Regions from separate parts of the Arachis hypogaea genome. Here region 1 is linked to region 2. A link is a contact called in public Hi-C data. All regions are on one chromosome and are shown on one strand. The core of a region is the stretch at or near the end of the contact, and the rest is flanking DNA. Distances in the headings are between cores, read along the strand shown. Region 1 has its middle 8.1 kb from the start of LOC112711508. Region 2 holds the start of LOC112711504 (coatomer subunit alpha-1).

Region 1 (4,947 bases), core at 185-2,684, 150 kb after region 2:
AATTGGCTGTAGTTTGAAGATATGGCTGGTAGCGCAGTGAGAGTGGCGTGTTCAAACATAGCCCTCCACTTCCAATTGACCATAGCCCTATCCAACTTTTCTCTAGTGATGACTTCATCTCGAAGATTACTAAACCAAGTGTATTTGTTACCTTTTGGCTCCAAATCCATCAACGCATTGCTATCCACAAAGTTCTTGAATTCTTCTAATTGTGCTTTGGATTTTGGATGCCTGCCTATCTTTTCCTCTTGTTGAAGGATGTCATTGAAGTCTCCTATAAAGCACCTTGGTGTGTCTTGGTCTGATGGTGATAGCTTCCTCCACAGCGTCTTCCTTTGTTTGAAGTTCGGGTTTCCATATAGAAAAAGTGAAAAACACAATCCCACCTATCCATAATATTGTTATCAATATGAGTCATAATATAATTTTGATACCAAGAGTAACCTTCAATATTCAAATTACTTTTTCATAAAATAATAAGACCGCCGAACAGGCCCGGAGTTCTACACAGAGGAACTTATCATAATACAGCTTCCTAGATATCATCTTAATTATGTCATATTTTACTCTAGTTTCTATTAGGAAAATAATAGGTGGCTTATATTTTTGCACATGCCCTTTAGCTCCACAACTGTTGCGGCGGCCCCTATTTCGCAACAATTCTAATTGAGGATGATCATGGCTGCGTTGGGGGCATGGTTAGGCCCAACTCCTCAACCATGTTTTGGATTCTCAGGACTTCCAATACTCTGGTGGTGCTTTCTTCTTCTTCACAGCTTCTGAAACTCTTCCAAGTTCTTCCCTTTTCTTCTAAGTCGTTCCATTCATTGTCTGCTATGGAATTTGGTTTGCATTCTCCCTCACTCTTTAATTGCAGCCTATCCTTGATACAGATTATTAACTCCTTTTTCTAGTAGTTGTTTTCATTTCGCTCCTTGCTCTTCGGTATGGGTTCTTTTTCATCATCAGAAGCTAGCTCCACTATGTATATACCTCCTTCTCAATCTATGTGAATCTATCTTTCTTTTTCTCTCTTTTTTTCCTCCTTTTATTTTGACTTGTCTCTGATAGCCCGTATCATCTTCTCGTGCAACTCTAAATTTTCATGTGTATCTTATGTCCTATCATGAGCTGATGTATTATTACTCACTTTTAATCAATTTCCCCATATGACTCTTCATTTCCTATGAGTGTAGCCCATAGCCTAGTCCATGGCCCTACACCATTTGCTGAAAGTTTTCTTGCTAGGTTTGTCTGTTCTGGCTCAGCCATTTTATTGAAATTTTTGGTCTAATCATCTTTGTTTCTTGTTGGACTTGTTTTTTTTAGCTAGATTTTTTTTTCTTTTTTCTTGTTTTGGTTGGGCCTTAACTTGGGGACTGGTCCAATTAGAAAATTGTGGTTCATAGTTCCATCTGTTTTTAGTATCTCCCCATTTTCCCTTTACTTGTTTAGCTTTCATTTCCTTGAGCTTTTGGATCAACTCACTAAGGTGATAGATTAATCCTCCTTCTCGGTTAACTGTGCCTCTTTCATATATTAATGGATTTGCTATCTCCTCATGCACCCCTAAGTTGCCAAAGCCGCTTCCACTTTCCCTTATTTCAAAGAGCCTCTTTCTTGATGTCACTTCTTGTTCAAATTTTTGCTTTACCTGCTGGATCTTCGCACTATCCTCAGTTTCCTAGTTATTCCTTTCCTCTTGTTGTTGCATTTGTATTCCATGTGCTTGTGCTTCTCCCCCGATTTCCTGATTCATAGATTTATCTTCTAAATCAAGGCTCTTTCGAACTAGAGCTCTCACATTGCTGGTACTAAGCTCTTTTGTGTACCTTGGTTCATGGATTGACATGGCCATCTGGTTCTTGCAGCTCCTCTTGTCATGACCTATGATTCCATTTCCACAATTGAGGCATAAAGCATCCTGTAAACGTTCATACTTAAAGCTTATCCAAGTCTTAGGAAGACGATCTCTTGCCATCCAAAATTCAATTTGTAGAGATTTAGTGATGTCTATTGCCACCTTGAATCTCATAAAATTTCTCATTAACACCCCCATCTATTATGGGATCCTCCACCTCCTCTAAGATTCCTACTATGTTTCCTATTGTTGATGCTGTTTCTGCTCTCATGTAATTCTCAAGGAGTCCATAAATTTGGACCCAAAACATCATAAACTCATGACCCACTTCATATATGGATACACTTTGACAACAGGGTTGTAAGTTTAATAAGTATTCTCTAATGCTTCATGGCCCATTGTTCATAATCTGCTTTCTGTTGTTCCTATCCTTGAATCTAATAAGAAACTTGTTTCTTCCTACCTCAAAAAAGCTACCCTTGTTAGGTTACCCCCACAAGCCAAGTAGAGTGTTCTTACATACCTTGAATTTCATTTTTTTCTTTAAGATAACTTTGTCCGCCAAGTTGAAGCAATTTGGTTTAGAACCTAGGCTCTTGTTGAGGTTGATAGTGATTGTTTGGCTTTCAATAGGATCAGTCCAAGAGATGCCTATTGCAATATTAGATGTATACTGTTATATTCGTAGTTGGATATTATTGTAACTATGTTAATGGAAATGTGTTTTGGTTTAATGTAGATAGTTAGTGTTTGAAAGAATGGATGTTTATGGCTTTAAAGAGTGGATGTATTATTACAGAACCAATTTTTGGATTATCTCTCAATGCGAGAAAGAATTTCCTCTCCTTGTAAGAGTTAGAGCAAAGTAACTAACATCTTAATTAAACAACTTTACTTGCGTGAGTCATGTATCTTAAGATAAAAGATTTTATCATGGGCTTGAACTTGAATGTTTTCTTAATCAAGTCAGGCTAAAGCAGGTCAACTATAAGTCAGGTCCAAGGCATAGGATGTCTAGCCTAATTCTGTCTCTAATCACAACCAAACAAATTCACTTGCCCATTATATTTTTGAAATTACTATTTTATCTCCTTTCACTTATGTATAATCTTTCTCTCAACACCACAATTTTTTCCCGACAACCACCACCATCGACCATTCTAAACTTTAAGGTAGCGTTTGTTTTGAGATACTGAGACAGAGACTGGGAGACTGAGACTCAGTATCATGTTTGTTGGTTTAGAGACTGGTATTAAAATTTCTATCTCTGTTTCTAAAATTTCAGTATTTCAGTACCTCCAAAAAGTAGGGACACAAGGGACTAAAATTTTGAGAGATGGAGACTGAAACTTTAATAACATTTTATACCTAAAATATTCTCATTTCAATTAATTAATTCCAATTTCACCCTTGGTATAAATTAAATTAGAATTTTATTCTTGTTTCAATTTATGTCTCTCACTTTGCACCAAACAGAATACTGAGATTTATTTCAATCTCTGTCTTTTAGTCTCTGTCTCTTAGTCTCGGTCTTTCCGTCTCTGTCTCTCTACCAAACGCTACCTAAATTCTAAGTTTTGATAGGTTTAATTATTTTGTTAGTCGTTATATTTTTATCAAATTTGCAATTAGGTTTTTATCCTTTTTTTAATTAGATTCTTATATTGCTTTTAATTTTATAATTAGACATTTTTGTGTGTAAAAAAGGTTAAAATTAACAAAATATTTCTCCCAAAAAATATGTGGTCAAATATCTAATTAGATTTTTAATTGTGAGTATTTTTAATTTGTAAAAAAAATATTCCATTAAGTTTAATATTTTTTACACTGGTGTTCCGGGGCTTACCTAGAACCGGACGGTGGTTGGACTTGTTTGAGACCCAAGCGCTGGAGGAGTGTGGTCTCCGACTTGGTTTACGTCTGGGAGTCGCCTCCGAGTTGTGTGTGAGAGAGAATGGGGGGTGGTACCTGCAAAGACACTCCGATGCCTAAGTCAGCATGGGGTTAAGCAGGTTTAGAATGTATTGGAACTTGGCGATACCTGAAGAGTGTCAGGATATTTATAGTGGTAATCTAATAACCACCGTTGGAGTAGTGCCACCTTTTTAGGTGGATAACCGTCCCTTTATCTAGGGATTGTTGAGATATGCCTTCTAGAAGTGGGTTGAGAGATTTCAGGGGCAGTTACTTATTTGAATAAGTGTTACCTGCCAGCTATCTCTTGAGCCCGACTTCTTTGGAAAGAAGTCCGTGTTGAGTCCGACCTCTTCTAAAGAGGTCGGTGAATAACGAAGGCCAATCTTTGGATTGGGCCTTTTGGCGTATTTGGACCTGGGCCATAGCGTTGGGTCAGGGTAGGAACAGTGCCCCTACTCGAGTCCAATCTCTTTTGCTTATGAGTTGGATTCGAGTATCGAACTTGGGTCTGTAGCCGACGTGATTTTAAATTTCTTAATCGCCAAGTCTAATCAAACGTCGCATCCGTTGGGGTTTTCGCATTTATACGTGAGAGCAGTTACATTGGTAACAGCGCGTTTCTTTAATGATCGCGTCAATTTACCCTTATGCCCCTGGCGTGCTATAAATACTTTTCCCTCTTTAAACGACTTGTTTTTTGCCAGGTCTTTTTTTCTAAGACTGATTGGTACAACTCGTTCTTTCCGAGTTATTTAAGGCTTGTAGGCTTTGTATGACTGGTTTTAGCACATCGTGCTTAACCAGAAAACATTTCTTATCCTAATTTTGTACAACTCGTTCAGTTCGAGTTGTGTTGAGGATGCATGACTTGTTTTAATACAAATCGCTTGTTTTGAGATTTGTAATTATTTTTTAGTATAACCTCGTCTAGCTCGTTTGATACGAGTAGTTTTAAGGTTTTACGATTTGCTTTATTTCAAATCGTTTAATTAAAACGTGGCTATTTCTTAATCTGATTACATACAACTCATTTAAATTCGAGCTGTTTTTTAGGACTTCACAACTTGTTTCAAGTACAAATTGTTTATTTTGAGTCCTTTTAAACTATCAGATCATCTTTATAACCATCGGACTTCGTTGCTTTATCCATTATGCCCCCTGCTCGAGAT
Region 2 (4,684 bases), core at 1,614-4,113:
TTCTTGCTGGCAATTATAATGGCATGTTTGCTGAGCAAAGCAACATGTTCCATGTCATTGGACCAGACAACATATTTGATGAAAGGGGTCTGAAGTTCACCAAGAACAATCCTCTGCTGAAGATCAAATATTACAACCCTATCCTCTGATCTACACAGTACGTTCCCAGTCCCTGCATAGAATATTGCATCAGTGGCAATTGGAAGGGCACTTTTTTTAACAGTCTCATTCTTCGAATTTTTTACAAGGACTTGATTGTTGCTCTTCTCAAGCACGGCAAACCGATTCCGGGACACAAAGACTGCTGATCCTCCATGACCTTTTTTAGCATCCTGCAAATCACCCCTACCATAGCTGTCCTTTGTTATGCAATATAATTCATAAGATCCACCATCCACATCTGAACACAGAAGAAATGCATTGTCAGTTGGGCTGTAGGAAAGAGTCTTAGGACTTTGATTCAAGCTTAGGGAGCCTGGTCTTCGAAATGGAAGGATTTGTGTGTCTCTTTGAGTGGAGAATTCATAAGAACACAAGAACCGTTCTTTTGTGTAGAACAACGTATCCCCACTGACTACAAATGCTGGCCTTTCTCTCTCCAGCTTGAAAACAATCATGCCGCTGTCATGACCAGCTGCCAACAGGTTCATTTCAGGATGGGCTGCAAGAATCCAAAACCGATCATGCTCTCGGCGGAATGTTTGAATTCCAGTTCGCTTTGTTGCATCCCATATACGAATACTTTTATCTTCAGAATTTGAGACTATAATATCCTGTTTTGCATGGAACATTACACACGAAACATTATTCATGTGTCCTCTCAAAGTGTCCACTTCCCATGCCTTTGTGTCTGAAAAGAGAGAAATATTTTATAAGTAGCATAAATTTAAATGGTATCAAGTTTCCTTTTCCCTATACAGCATAGTCTACAATATTTCAAGCATCCATCAACCAAGGCTAGACATAACATTTAGCTCAAAATAAATATATCTATGTTCCTCTGCACAATTATTAGAAAACCAATGATACTATAAGGAATTCAGATCAGCTCAATATTTAAAATAAGATATGGAAAGACAGGGATATCCTCAGTGTAACTAGGACCAAGTGGTTTCATATTTTACCATTCATCCTCCAAAGCTTTACTTGCCGATCATCTGCTCCCGAAACAATAAGAGGCAGTGTAGGATGAAATGAAGCCCAATTGACTCCCCGGTCATGACCTTCCAACACATACTTAACAACTGCATCAATACCGCCAAAAAGATCTGTGTTCATCTGACTCAGCCGCAGTAGGTCATCCGCAGGAGACGCATTTTTTCTCTTGAGAGAAGAAATATCCCAAACACGAACAGTCTGATCCAGAGAGGCCGACACAACAAGGTCCTCCTTTGGATGGAACAAGGCACACATAACATAATGATTATGGCCAGTTAAAACAGATATACAGGTACGTGACTGCCAGTTCCAAACGCGAATGGTCTGATCATCACTCGCACTCACAATCCATGGGTTCTCATGATGAAATTGCACCGTACGAATATAATCAAGGTGTCCTAGAAGAGTGAACAAACACCTATGCAGCTTGTAGTTCCAAACCTTAATCTTGTAATCATCACCTGCCCAATGGGGAAATAAAAAAAAAAACAGACAAAGAAGACTGTCGGAAATAGAATCACACGAAAACCCCAATCATTAGAACAAGATACCATCTATACTATCATAGCGCATTCTACAGTTGAAAGCAAAAAACACATCAACATTGTGACGATACCTTTTCTCTTGTATACCTAACTAAGTTTCATCTTTAAATATTTTTGTACTCTATTTGAATTTTTTGTTGTTTAGAAATGTATACATACATATTTAATTTATATCTCTGTATTTGTGTTCTACACTTAAACAAACTTATATCATTTAATAATCATATTTGTATTGGTGCAACATATTAGTATATTACCAAGTATCAGATCCAAAGAGATAGACTACATAAACTTCTTCCTCTTCATGCCTCGATACACAAAACACAACAACCATCAAACAGTATTAAAAAAAATGGATGAAACTAGTATTCTATCAAAAGCAATCTTTTTCACAACCCTCCCTCTCTTACTCTCCCGACCCATTTAAATGGATCTACGGTAGGACAAAAGAACAAACAATATGGCATTAAACAATCACAGATCCACAAAAACTCAATGGAACACAGATGCAGATGAAAAAGCAGAAAAAACAGAGCATGAAAGTAATCTAGAACAAGGAAATCGTAATGAATCAAGGGTTATGAGTAACCTCCGGAAACGAATAGAGGCTGAGAGTAGTGGAAATGAACCCCTCGAACAGGACCATCGTGCTCGTCGAACTTGTCAATTAGGGTTCCCATGCGGTAATCCCATAGCTGGATAACTCCACTGTGAAGACTGGCGAGGATCCATGGCCTCTTGGGGTGGAAGCTGAGGCCCTTCACTCTGTTACTCTTCGTCTCGAACTTAGTCAGCATCTTCTCCAATGGAAACTAGCGATCTCCTCTGCGAGGAAACACCGTCAAATGAAATCGAAGCGGTGGATCGATCGAGCGAAGTATGCAGTGAAAGTGGAAATTGAAGAATTGAAGAGTTGAGAAGAAGGGAGAGTAGGAGTTAGTTACCTGAGATGAGGTTAGGGCTAATGCATGCGTGGAGAGAAGAGGGAAGAAGAACAAGTTCAGATCCAAAATGGGAAGAGAAATGAAGGAGAAAGGGGTTTGAATAGTGTGGAGCTTAGATCTAAGAACTTGGGTCAGTCACCTTGCTCTTATTTTTACCATCAAAATTTTGGATTACATGAAACTCTTCAACACATGCCAAATTACTTCGTGTTTCTTTGGAATGGTTTTTTACTTTTTTGAGTGAATTTATTCAATTTTAAATATGTTTAAATATATTTTTTTAAAATCAACAATATTTTTATTTTTAAATTAAGTAAAAATAAAAAATTTTAATACTTAACAATTCTTTTTTAAAAGTCATTGAAAACTAATTTTTACTATTATTTTTTTCTTAGGATTACTTTTACACTAATGCAATGGATATTTATTTTATCTATATAAAAATCATATTTTTACACTTAATGATAGAATTGACGTAGCATATTTCTAATAGTATTTTTTGATTTATTTCTTTTAGTTCATTAAATATAATTTATTATAATCAATTAATTATATCAATTAATTGATTTGATTATATATTTAAATATTACATGATTTATTATCATTTATTCAATTTGTTTTTGTAATATTTTTTAATTTATTTCTTTTAATGTTTTGATAGTATTATTTAATTTATTTCTTTTAATTTATTAAACCAAATTAATTATACTAATTATGTGTATTAATTAATTAATTTGACTAATTTATTAGTCATTAAAATAATAAATCTATAAATAAAATAGACAACTGAGATATTTTTAATTAATAATTAAATCAAATCAAATTATATGTATTGAGTGAGATTCAAATCATGTAAATTAAGGATAAAATAAGATGATTTTTTTTATTCAAATTGAATGCAATAAATATAAATCAATTTTGTTAGATAATCATAGTTTTCTAGTCTTTTATATATAGATAGCCAAACAAAATGCTAAGAATTGTCATTTTTAATTTTTATCACTTTTACTATTTCAACTCTTTTTTTTATGTGTAATTTCTTTTATGGATAAATCTACTCAAAATAAAAAAAAAAGCATGGATGATTGATTTATTGATGGTGTTGTTTGACGAATATTATAATCCAAAAATGTCTCAATTTAAACATTTTACTCCTAACAAATTTAATTATTAAAAAAATTAAAATTAATTTAAATATATATAATATTATTCTATGCTTTTCATTTTTATTTTGTCTTCATAAAAGGTTATATATACTAAAAAAATATTTTTTTACCAACAGTTCTTCTATTCAGTAATTTTTATAAAAAAATGATGGATGATTTTGTCGTGTATGGAAGACGCAGAATAATATTGTGATTCATAAGAATATATGAAATTTTAAAATGCTTAAGCATGTATTTGACATTTGGCATATTTGTAGATGAAGTGCATAGTAGATAAAAAGATGGCTAATAAAAAAAGTAAATAGTAAAAAGGTTTCCTCAATGCTATGGGTCGGAAGTGTAAGAAGTGTGAGTGTTATATTTGCTTTGTATGCTTTTAAACTCAATCTCCCTCATGGGTATTTGTGACTAAATAATTATTAAAAAAATTAGTTTAATATCTATTTTATATTTTATTTAAGTTATAGGATAAATATTTTTTGTCTCTAAAGTTTGACAAAAGTTTTAAAAATATTCCTAATTTTTTTCAATTTTTTCTAAAAAATTTTCGATTTGCATCAAATATACTCATGGCGATTAATTTTTTAAAAAAATTTAAGATCAATTTAACAACAATTTCACAAAAACAACCTCAACACAGGAAAATTAACCATAATTTTTATGTATTATTGTTATATTGGTATTAATTTTTTTAAAATTTAGTTGTTGGGTGTATATTTAATGCAAATTAAAAAAAATAGATAAAATTAAAATAAAATAAAACTTAAGGATATTTTTGAAATTTTTCACAAATTTTAAGGATAAAAAATATATTTTATCCTAAATTATAATAATGAGTAAATATTTTTTTGCCTTTTTTTCTAAAATAAAT

Evidence for each region. A called contact is a pair of places that touch in the nucleus more often than the background predicts.
Region 1: a Hi-C map of an unstated tissue shows a contact between it and region 2, with 8 times the contacts expected there. The contact joins the enhancer-like site here to the promoter of LOC112711504 in region 2. A contact is called at or near these places in 2 of 8 Hi-C or Micro-C datasets (leaf and an unstated tissue).

The regions. Positions count from the first base shown.
Region 1 is chr9:106,236,162-106,241,108 of arahy.Tifrunner.gnm2.J5K5, forward strand. No RefSeq gene overlaps it. Among protein-coding and RNA genes, the nearest start is that of LOC112711508, 8.1 kb to the right of the region's middle. Within about 2 kb of position 1,435, at least 3 of the 3 cell types and tissues checked have open chromatin away from gene starts, as enhancers often do.
Region 2 is chr9:106,087,151-106,091,834 of arahy.Tifrunner.gnm2.J5K5, forward strand. It overlaps LOC112711504 (coatomer subunit alpha-1), which reads right to left and starts at 2,864. Exons shown (of 4, transcript XM_025764175.2): 1 at 2,648-2,864; 2 at 2,293-2,528; 3 at 1,125-1,619; 4 at 1-850. The coding sequence starts at 2,500.